Regions from separate parts of the Sus scrofa genome. Here regions 2 and 3 are each linked to region 1. The links are chromatin contacts, called in public Hi-C and promoter capture Hi-C maps. All regions are on one chromosome and are shown on one strand. Each heading gives the region's core, a stretch centred on a gene start, on an enhancer-like site or on the middle of the called end of the contact. The rest is flanking DNA. Distances are from core to core; before and after follow the strand shown.

Region 1 (2,700 bases), core at 15-2,514:
ATGTCTGTTGAAGTATTTAGTGGGATGCATAATAACTGCAATGTATTTTGAAAAGCACTAAAAATTAAGCAATACTAACAAATAGAAAAGTGACAAAGCAAATCTAGCAGAAGATTGATAATGGAATTTTGGTGTTGGGTATATAGGTACACACTGCAAAATTCTTTCAAAATGTTTTATGGTTGAAATTTTTCAAAATAACATATTGAGGGAAAAGTTAACAAACAAGACAAATATCTAAAGTCATGAGTATTTTGCAGCAACTTAGAATATGGGTTATAAAACAGAATGACTGAGTGGTAATACCAGAGTATCTTCTCTTGAAGATGTGAAATTTAAGCCAAGATATGAAAGGCAAGGAGTCATCTATGAAGCTATCGGCAAGAGTATTCCAAGCTCCCCTCCTCCCCGCTTCAAAAAATCCTACTCTAAGGCTCTGAAGTTTGGTGTGTTCAAGAAAGCCAGTGTGCCTGAAGTGTGGCAGACAAGGAAGGGAGTAGTATAAAGCAAGACTGGAGAGAAAGGCAGGTGTCAAATCAGCCTGGGTTTGCAGTCACAGTAAAGAATTCTGATTTTATCTAAGGGCAACGGAAAGCCATTAAAGGGTTTAAAGGAGGGATCAATTGGGTGGGACGAGATGAGGTATGTCCTTATTATTTAGAGTTTTAAAATATCACACTGACTGCTATGTGAAGAATGGCTTTGAAGTGTTGTAAGAAAAGAAGTAGAGAAACTATTATCACAGTCCTTGCAAGAACAATGGTAGTTTGGTAGAGAGTGTTGGTAGTCAAGATAGTGAGTAGTGAATATGGGAGATATTTTGAATAAAGAACTGACAGTATCTATTGAAAGACTGACAATAGAATGACAGGGGAAAAGGCACCAGGAGAGATCTTGGGTTTTAGCTCTAGCTGCTGAGTGAATGGAGTGACATCTACAGAGATGTAGAAACCATGGGAGAAGCAGGCTTGGAGTATGGTAGACCTGAAAAATCAAAAAATTTTACTTAAATTGGGTATGATTTATGACTGTGAGAAAGACAGGCAAAAGAAAAGAAAAGAATCAGAATAATCTGGGGGTTGTCAAAGGACAGGGTTTAGATTTACAATTTCTTTTCCTTTTAAGAATCAATTTTGGATTGATTGTATTAAGGACCTTAGATCCAGGAAAAAGATCAAACTTTAATGCAAATGAAGCTCACGGATTGCTGTTGTCTATCTCTGGGGTTAAAGATAAACTGGGGATCAATAGCCCTGTATCTTTAAACTTAGAGAGGTCAAAGGGAGAAATCAGGAGTGAGAATAAGGGAGACAAGAGAAACCAAAAACAAGTACAGAGAAGTAACATATTAAGTCCTAACTGTCTCTCACCCCGTCAACGATAAGAGGCTGTCTGAGTCTTAAATTCCACGGGTAACATGCTTAAACGCCTTATGCTATTTTACACAAAGTGGTAACTCAAATTTTAGCTCTCATCTTCTAATCTCATTAGTTCACCGAAGTATAGTGAAAAATCCATGGTCTTTGGAGCTAAAAGAACCTAAATTTAAAGCAGCCCACCCCTCAGTAGCTCTGTGACCTTGAGCAAATTACTTACCATTTCTAATCCTTTGTTTCTTAAATGTAAATGAAAATAATTAACCCAAGAATTAGCATTAGAAATAAAATTCACAAAGTCCCTGGACAAGGAAAAAATGCTCCATAAACAAGAGCTACTATTATGCAAAAGGCACCTAATTCATCAGTGCTCAAAGCAGTAGTTTCCTCCCTTGACAGCACTGATCTCAGCTTCCAGAGAAATACAGATGTGGGGGAGAGAACCACAAAAAAGATGATCAATTTCATTTTCACCATGTAACACAAAAGTAAACAGAAACCTATGAAAAGGTATGACAAAGGACCGTCCTACAAATGGATAGGTTTGAAGGTTTGACTATAATTCAGTTGTTTGGAACAAGGAATACATGTTCCCAGGGAATCAATGTTCGATTCGGCTTTTAGACAAACTCACAAAAGGTCATCGAAATCATGATGTAGTTAAAATGTTAAAATATCTCAATAAAATTAGTAGACAACAAAAATGATGAAGCATCAAACAATACAGAAAACCAAGAAACTTCAACAATATATGAGTCCATTTATTTTAGAAGCTGGCATTTGGGAAGGAAAAAGATTTTATGGGAGGTTTCAGCAGTGATTCAGATGGGGTTTTCACGAAAATTCCTAAAGCTTTATACAGCTGATGACCCTGGTTCTTTATTATGTTTCATTTCACCTCAAATTTTATGGCATCCCTTTCTTTGAGCATAAGCAAAATCCTAGCGCTCTCATACTTAACAGCCATGACCGCAATCATTCGTTTCACCAATGAGAAGGATCAAGTAGGACAGAATTAGGGGGAAGATAGGAAAGAGGAAGGACCACAAAGGACGTGGCCAAATATAAAAGAAAAGAGCCTTAAATTGAATTAGATTCACAGAAAAAAAAAAAAAAAAAAAAAAAAAAAACCTGAAGGGGGGATGGGGGTGTTAAGCACAGCATTAAAATATTAAGGAAGGAAAGCAAAGTGATAAGACCTGGTCAGAGTTCCATCCTGATTATCTGGTTATTTTGAAGGTCACGGATTTTTTTTTTTTAAGTAGAAGACAAGACATGAAAGAGCAAGCAGAGCAAACTGCCATTTATACAAAGGGAATTCTCA
Region 2 (2,784 bases), core at 14-2,513, 150 kb after region 1:
AAGTGGCTTTATTCACATGATCTTTCCTCTTCATATATACACATACTCTGGATCCTCTTTGACAATGCTAAGAAATACCTGATGACAGACAGAAGGACTGGATGCCTTCTATCAGGGGGCTTGGATTCCAGCTTGGTTGCTGTCACTCTATCGAAGCAGCTAAAGGAGGCCCAAGTATAGTATCCTCCAGACATATGCAACTGGCATGAGAGACAGTCTCAATTTACTGGCTGCTAGAAAGGTGGCAAACCATATTGGGAGTGAACATCACCAAGTCTTTTTTAACTCTGAGGAAGGCTTCCAGTCCTGGATGAGGTCATATTTTACTTGGAAAGTTATGACACCACAACAGCCCATGCTTCAGTAGGTATGTACTTAATTTCCAAGTAAATGTGAAAAGCACAGGGGTTCCCATTGTGGCTCAGCAGTTAACAAACCTGACTAGTATCCACGAAGACGCAGGTTCAATCCCTGGCCTCGCTCAGTGGGTTAAGAATCCGGCATTGCCATGAGCTGTGGTGTAGGTTGCAGATGAGACTTGGATCTGGCATTGCTGTGGCTGTGGTGTGGGCCAGCAGCTACAGCTCCGAATTGACTCCTAGCCTGGGAACCTAGCTCGGATCCCCTGTTGCTAGGGCTCTGGTGTAGCCGGCAGCTACAGCTCTGACTGGGAACCTCTATATGCCACAGGTGCAGCCCTAAAAAGACAAAAAGACAAAAAAAAAAAAAGAAAGAAAGAAAGCAAAGCACAGATACTGTGGTAATTTTCTCTGGAGAAAGTTCAGACAAACTCACACAGGGTTACATATATTTTCACAAAAATTTCGTCTAAAAAAGCCAAGGAACAGAGTAAGAGACTTCTGAAGAAATTCTATTTGTTTGATGTTCTCTGCAGAGATCAAACTACTGCTGTCCATGGCCTTGAACTGAGGATTCCATTCCTGGATTATTGATTTTCTTCCTAGTACTTCTCTCTGCCACCAAAATGAGAATGCCAGAGAATGGAACAGAAAACATCTCCTGAAAGGAATATTTAAGGATTCCAGTTTGACACTAAAGAGATTCTCCAGTGACCAAAAGAAGCCTTCAGTGATGGGAAAACCTCAGTTAAGAATTTCTGCTTAGAGTTTTACAGGAATATGTTGAACATCAGGTTGATGATGCAATGGACAGCAACTGCACGACAAACATTTCCTTTCAGCACTCCTAAAACTAAAGACGGCTTTTATCACCATCAAATCTTTGAACGTCGCTTACCCAGGCCAGGCTGATAGGCTGACCGATTCCTGGATGCCAAAGCAGATCAATGCCACTGACACCGCTGCCTGCACTTTGACCCGCTACAAGTCAGCTGACAAAACTTGGGCACTCTCTAAGCTACAGACAAAGTGTTTCTTGTGAAGGTAGGGGGATTGGGGTCAGGGGGTAGGGGCAGCAATGAGAGTCAACCATCCAGTACTTGGGCATTTAAAAAAGGAAAGTAGGAGTTCCCGTCATGGCTGAGGGGTTAACGAATCCAACTAGAAACCAAGAGGTTGCGAGTTTGATCCCTGGCCTTGCTCAATGGGTTAAGGATCCGGCATTGTCGTGAGCTGTAGTTGGTGTAAGTTTCAGATCCGGCTCAGATCCCGTGTTGCTGCGGCTCTGGCGTAGGCTGGCAGCAAAAAAAATAATAAAATTCTCTTCCTCTTTGGCTTTTCTGAAACCAATGTCTCCTGGTTTATCTTAGAATTCTCTGACTTCACTTCTCAGTATCTGTCACTGGGCCCTCTCTTCCACCTATCCTCTCGATACTGGTAGTCCCTATTCTTTTTTTTTTGGGGGGGGGGTTGGTTTTTGTTTTTGTTTGTCTTTCTGCCTTTTCTAGAGCCGCTCCTGCAGCATATGGAGGTTCCCAGGCTAGGGGTCTGATTGGAGCTATAGCTGCCAAACAAAGCCACAGCAATGCAGGATCCGAGCCGCATCTGCAACCTACACCACAGTTCACGGCAACGCTGGATCCCCAACCCACTGAGCAAGGCCAGGGACTGAACCCGCAACCCCATGGTTCCTAGTCGGATTCGTGAACCACTAAGCCATGACGAGAACTCTGGTAGTTCCTACTCTTAAATCATTCTTTTTAATCTACTGCCCACTCCCGGCAGTAAAATCATATTCTCCCCATGCATTCTATTAGACATATTTGCATTAATATGTGATTATGAGAAAATACATTTAAGATGGATACGGGTTGATCTACTACAGGGAAATTATGTCACAGAAGAGGAAAACTGATCCAATTTCAAGCAAACTACCCTAACAGTTTCTTTGAGTAAGCTGTTTGGCACATCTACTAAATTCCTGTCCATTCCTCAAAACCTCTCTCCCTCATATGCTACCTCCTCCGTGAAGCCTTCTTAGATTTCTCCAGCCAAAATTATTTTCTCTTCACTCTAATAACATAAAGTCTCTCTTATGATGTTTATTATATCGTGACATACATTTGTGGGTATATGTTCTTCACTACTAGTCTATAAGGTTTTGAAAGCAGTGAAACTGGGTATATCTACAGAAAGACTAAAATGAGGGAGAACAGAGTCGAGCCCACAAGGAATCAAACATAAAGTCAGCTAATTTTCTTCCCCAAGAGTAAGACATAGAAGAGTAGGGTCTCCAACAGAGACACCAATTTAAAGTGAATTGTGGGAGTTCTTGCCGTGGCACAACAAGCTAAGGATCCTGTGTTGTGTAGCTATAGTGTAGGTTGCAGCTGCAGCTTGATTTAATACCTGGCCCAGGGACTTC
Region 3 (2,770 bases), core at 110-2,609, 180 kb after region 1:
GGAACCATGAGGTTGCGGGTTCGGTCCCTGCCCTTGCTCAGTGGGTTAACGATCTGGCGTTGCCGTGAGCTGTGGTGTAGGTTGCAGATGTGGCTCGGATCCCGCGTTGCTGTGGCTCTGGTATAGGCTGGCGGCTACAGCTCCGATTCAACCCCTAGCCTGGGAACCTCCATATGCCGTAGGAGCAGCCCAAGAAATAGCAACAACAACAACAACAACAACAAAAAAAAGACAAAAAGACAAAAAAAAAAAAAAAAAAATAGAAATGAGATGGGCCGGAGTTCCCGTCATGGCGCAGTGGTTAACGAATCCGACTAGGAACCATGAGGTTGCGGGTTTGGTCCCTGCCCTTGCTCAGTGGGTTGACGATCCGGCGTTGCCGTGAGCTGTGGTGTAGGTCGCAGATGTGGCTCGGATCCCGCGTTGCTGTGGCTCTGGTATAGGCTGGCAGCTACAGCTCCGATTCGACCCCTAGCCTGGGAACCTCCATATGCCGTAGGAGCAGCCCAAGAAATGGCAAAAAGACAAAAAAAAAAGAATCTGACTGCGATGGCTCAGGGGCAGGTTTAATCCCTGGCCTGGTGGAGTGGGTTAAAGGATCTGGCATTGCCACAGCTGCAGCGTAGGTCACACTTGTGGCTTGGTTTCAATCCCTTGCCGGGGAACTTCCACATGCTGCAGAAGCAGTCATAAAATGAAAAAAAAAGAGAGAGAGAGAGAGAAAGAAATACTAATTGGAAAAAAATTAAAGGCAAAGGCCTATGTATTTTGCTGCTTCTTCCAAAAGTATAACTGCAGCTGCTGAATGAATTCATGTACTAGCTTCACAGCGCAGGAGAGAAGTTGGACTTGAAATGATTCCATGTTTGCTAAGCTCAAACAAAACTGTTGACTCAGCTCTCAAAAGGCAAGGGCAATGTCCTCAAAACCTAAAAACATGCAAATGCTGCATAAACTATCTAAGACAATTTGAATGAAAATAAGGTAATTATGTTCTAATCTTTTAAGAAGAGGAACCTAAAATAAATGCGTAAAAATTTTATCTCGTATTACCTTATCTTGAAACTGTGGGACATTATTTTCTGAGATTGCTATTTTTAAAGCTCTAAAAGCAATGTTAAATCTCTGAGTTAAAAATATATGGTGTAGTTATTTAGGAAACAGTTCTCATACTCTGGATCCCTCCACATGTCACATGGCTACATGATATTCCCAAGTCATGGATTCTGCTGTTTGATCTCTGATGCAGTCTGAAGATATTTCAGGGTTCCAGAAGCTAAGCAGTTCTCTGAATACACTAAGTACACATATGAAGCAGCTCAAATGTACAAGTGCTTCCATCAACGATCACTTCAAAGGTCATTAATAACTTACAGGTGTGAGGGTGGAAGTGCCCTCTGCCCTCTCCTGGCCTTTCCTGAACTCTGGTTACTCTCTCTGGGCCATTTTTCTAACAGTGAATTCTTAACTTGATATTTCTCTGTCTCCACTTTCTCCTCCCTGGCTCTGAAGCCTTTAAGATGACATTCCAAAATCTTCTCGGAAACACAAAAGCAGAGAAGAATGCTTCAAGGGTTAATTCTAGGGGGGGTTTCATCCTTATTTTATTAGTTTCTTGAGAGTAGAGGAAAGCAATTTAAATCCTTCTCAAGAAGACTCTTATAAAGAAATGGAAAGACGGGAGTTCCCATCGTGGCTCAGTGGTCAACGAATCCGACTAGGAACCATGAGGTTGCGGGTTCGATCCCTGGCCTTGCTCAGCGGGTTAAGGATCCTGTGTTGCTGTGAGCTGTGGTATAGGTCGCAGACACGGCTCTGATCCTGTATTGCTACAGCTCCTATTCAACCCCTAGCCTGGGAACTTCCATATGCTGTGGGAGCAGCCCTAGAAAAGGCAAAAAGACAAAAAAGAAAAAAAGAAAGAAAGAAAGAAATGGAAAGACAGAACAAGTGGATAGTAAAAATCTGCTTGGTTTGAAACATGGGAAAATTCTGAGGCATTCTAACATCTGCTTGGTTTCTACCACTGCTGAAGATAGGCTCTAAAACTTTACTAGCATCTCCAAAAAGGTCAACGAACTGTGTATGATAGAAAAGCTTAATTATTCATCTAAATCAAAGTTTCTCAACAGTGGAACTATTCACATTCTGGGCCAGATAATTCTTTGCTGGGGAGAAGAAGGGGGCTTCCTGGGCATTGTAGGGCACATCTTGGCCTTTACCCACTAGATGCCAAAAGCATGTTCCCCCTCAATCATGACAACCAAAAATATCTCCAGACATTGACAAACATCCCCTGAAGGGCAAAATCACCCCCAATTGAGAATCACCGATCTAGATGGAGGTATCTTCTGATCTTGAGCCTATGAACATGAATCAACTCCACATCAGGGCAAGCCAGGTAAGACAGTTAAATGCATGCTTACTCACTGAGTCAAGGGATATTTGCACAGTGTTGAAGTATCACTCCACAGATTATGTGTAACTACAATGGAGAAAATGACAGAACTGGCAGCCACCACCTTAGCCAAGTGACCAATGTGGCATTATTAATAATGGTACAAACGGACATTTCCTATTGAACTGGAATCTAATCAAGCCTCTAGACTTACACCAAGTTTGTAGGAAAGAAAATGGATGGAACACGTTAAGTGATACCATAGGAAAAAAATCAAACAAACATAGAATGGGGGATATGCTATGAGAAAACTGGCCTAGAGCTTTTAAAAAGTTAATGCAATAAAAAGAAAATTAAAAGTGAGGGACTACT

What was found. Promoter capture Hi-C pulls out the DNA fragments that hold promoters and counts their contacts. Hi-C and Micro-C count contacts between places; a contact is called where the count stands out from the background.
Region 2: a contact with region 1 is called in a Hi-C map of liver, with 2.2 times the contacts expected there. The contact joins two enhancer-like sites. A contact is called at or near these places in 2 of 47 Hi-C or Micro-C datasets (embryonic fibroblasts and liver).
Region 3: a promoter capture Hi-C map of liver shows a contact between it and region 1, with 4 times the contacts expected there. The contact joins two enhancer-like sites. A contact is called at or near these places in 1 of 5 promoter capture datasets (liver) and 2 of 47 Hi-C or Micro-C datasets (embryonic fibroblasts and liver).

Annotation. Positions count from the first base shown.
Region 1 is chr11:69,045,730-69,048,429 of Sscrofa11.1, reverse strand. The region is part of intron 8 of PCCA (propionyl-CoA carboxylase alpha chain, mitochondrial); the gene reads right to left. Among named protein-coding and RNA genes, the nearest start is that of PCCA, 130 kb to the right of the region's middle. Within about 2 kb of position 1,264, at least 4 of the 83 cell types and tissues checked have an H3K27ac peak or open chromatin away from gene starts, as enhancers often do. A contact at or near this core is called in liver, where this site is marked.
Region 2 is chr11:68,894,195-68,896,978 of Sscrofa11.1, reverse strand. It overlaps the pseudogene LOC100622891. Among named protein-coding and RNA genes, the nearest start is that of PCCA, 25 kb to the left of the region's middle. Within about 2 kb of position 1,263, at least 2 of the 83 cell types and tissues checked have an H3K27ac peak or open chromatin away from gene starts, as enhancers often do. A contact at or near this core is called in liver, where this site is marked.
Region 3 is chr11:68,869,795-68,872,564 of Sscrofa11.1, reverse strand. No RefSeq gene overlaps it. Among named protein-coding and RNA genes, the nearest start is that of ZIC2, 30 kb to the right of the region's middle. Within about 2 kb of position 1,359, at least 3 of the 83 cell types and tissues checked have an H3K27ac peak or open chromatin away from gene starts, as enhancers often do. A contact at or near this core is called in liver, where this site is marked.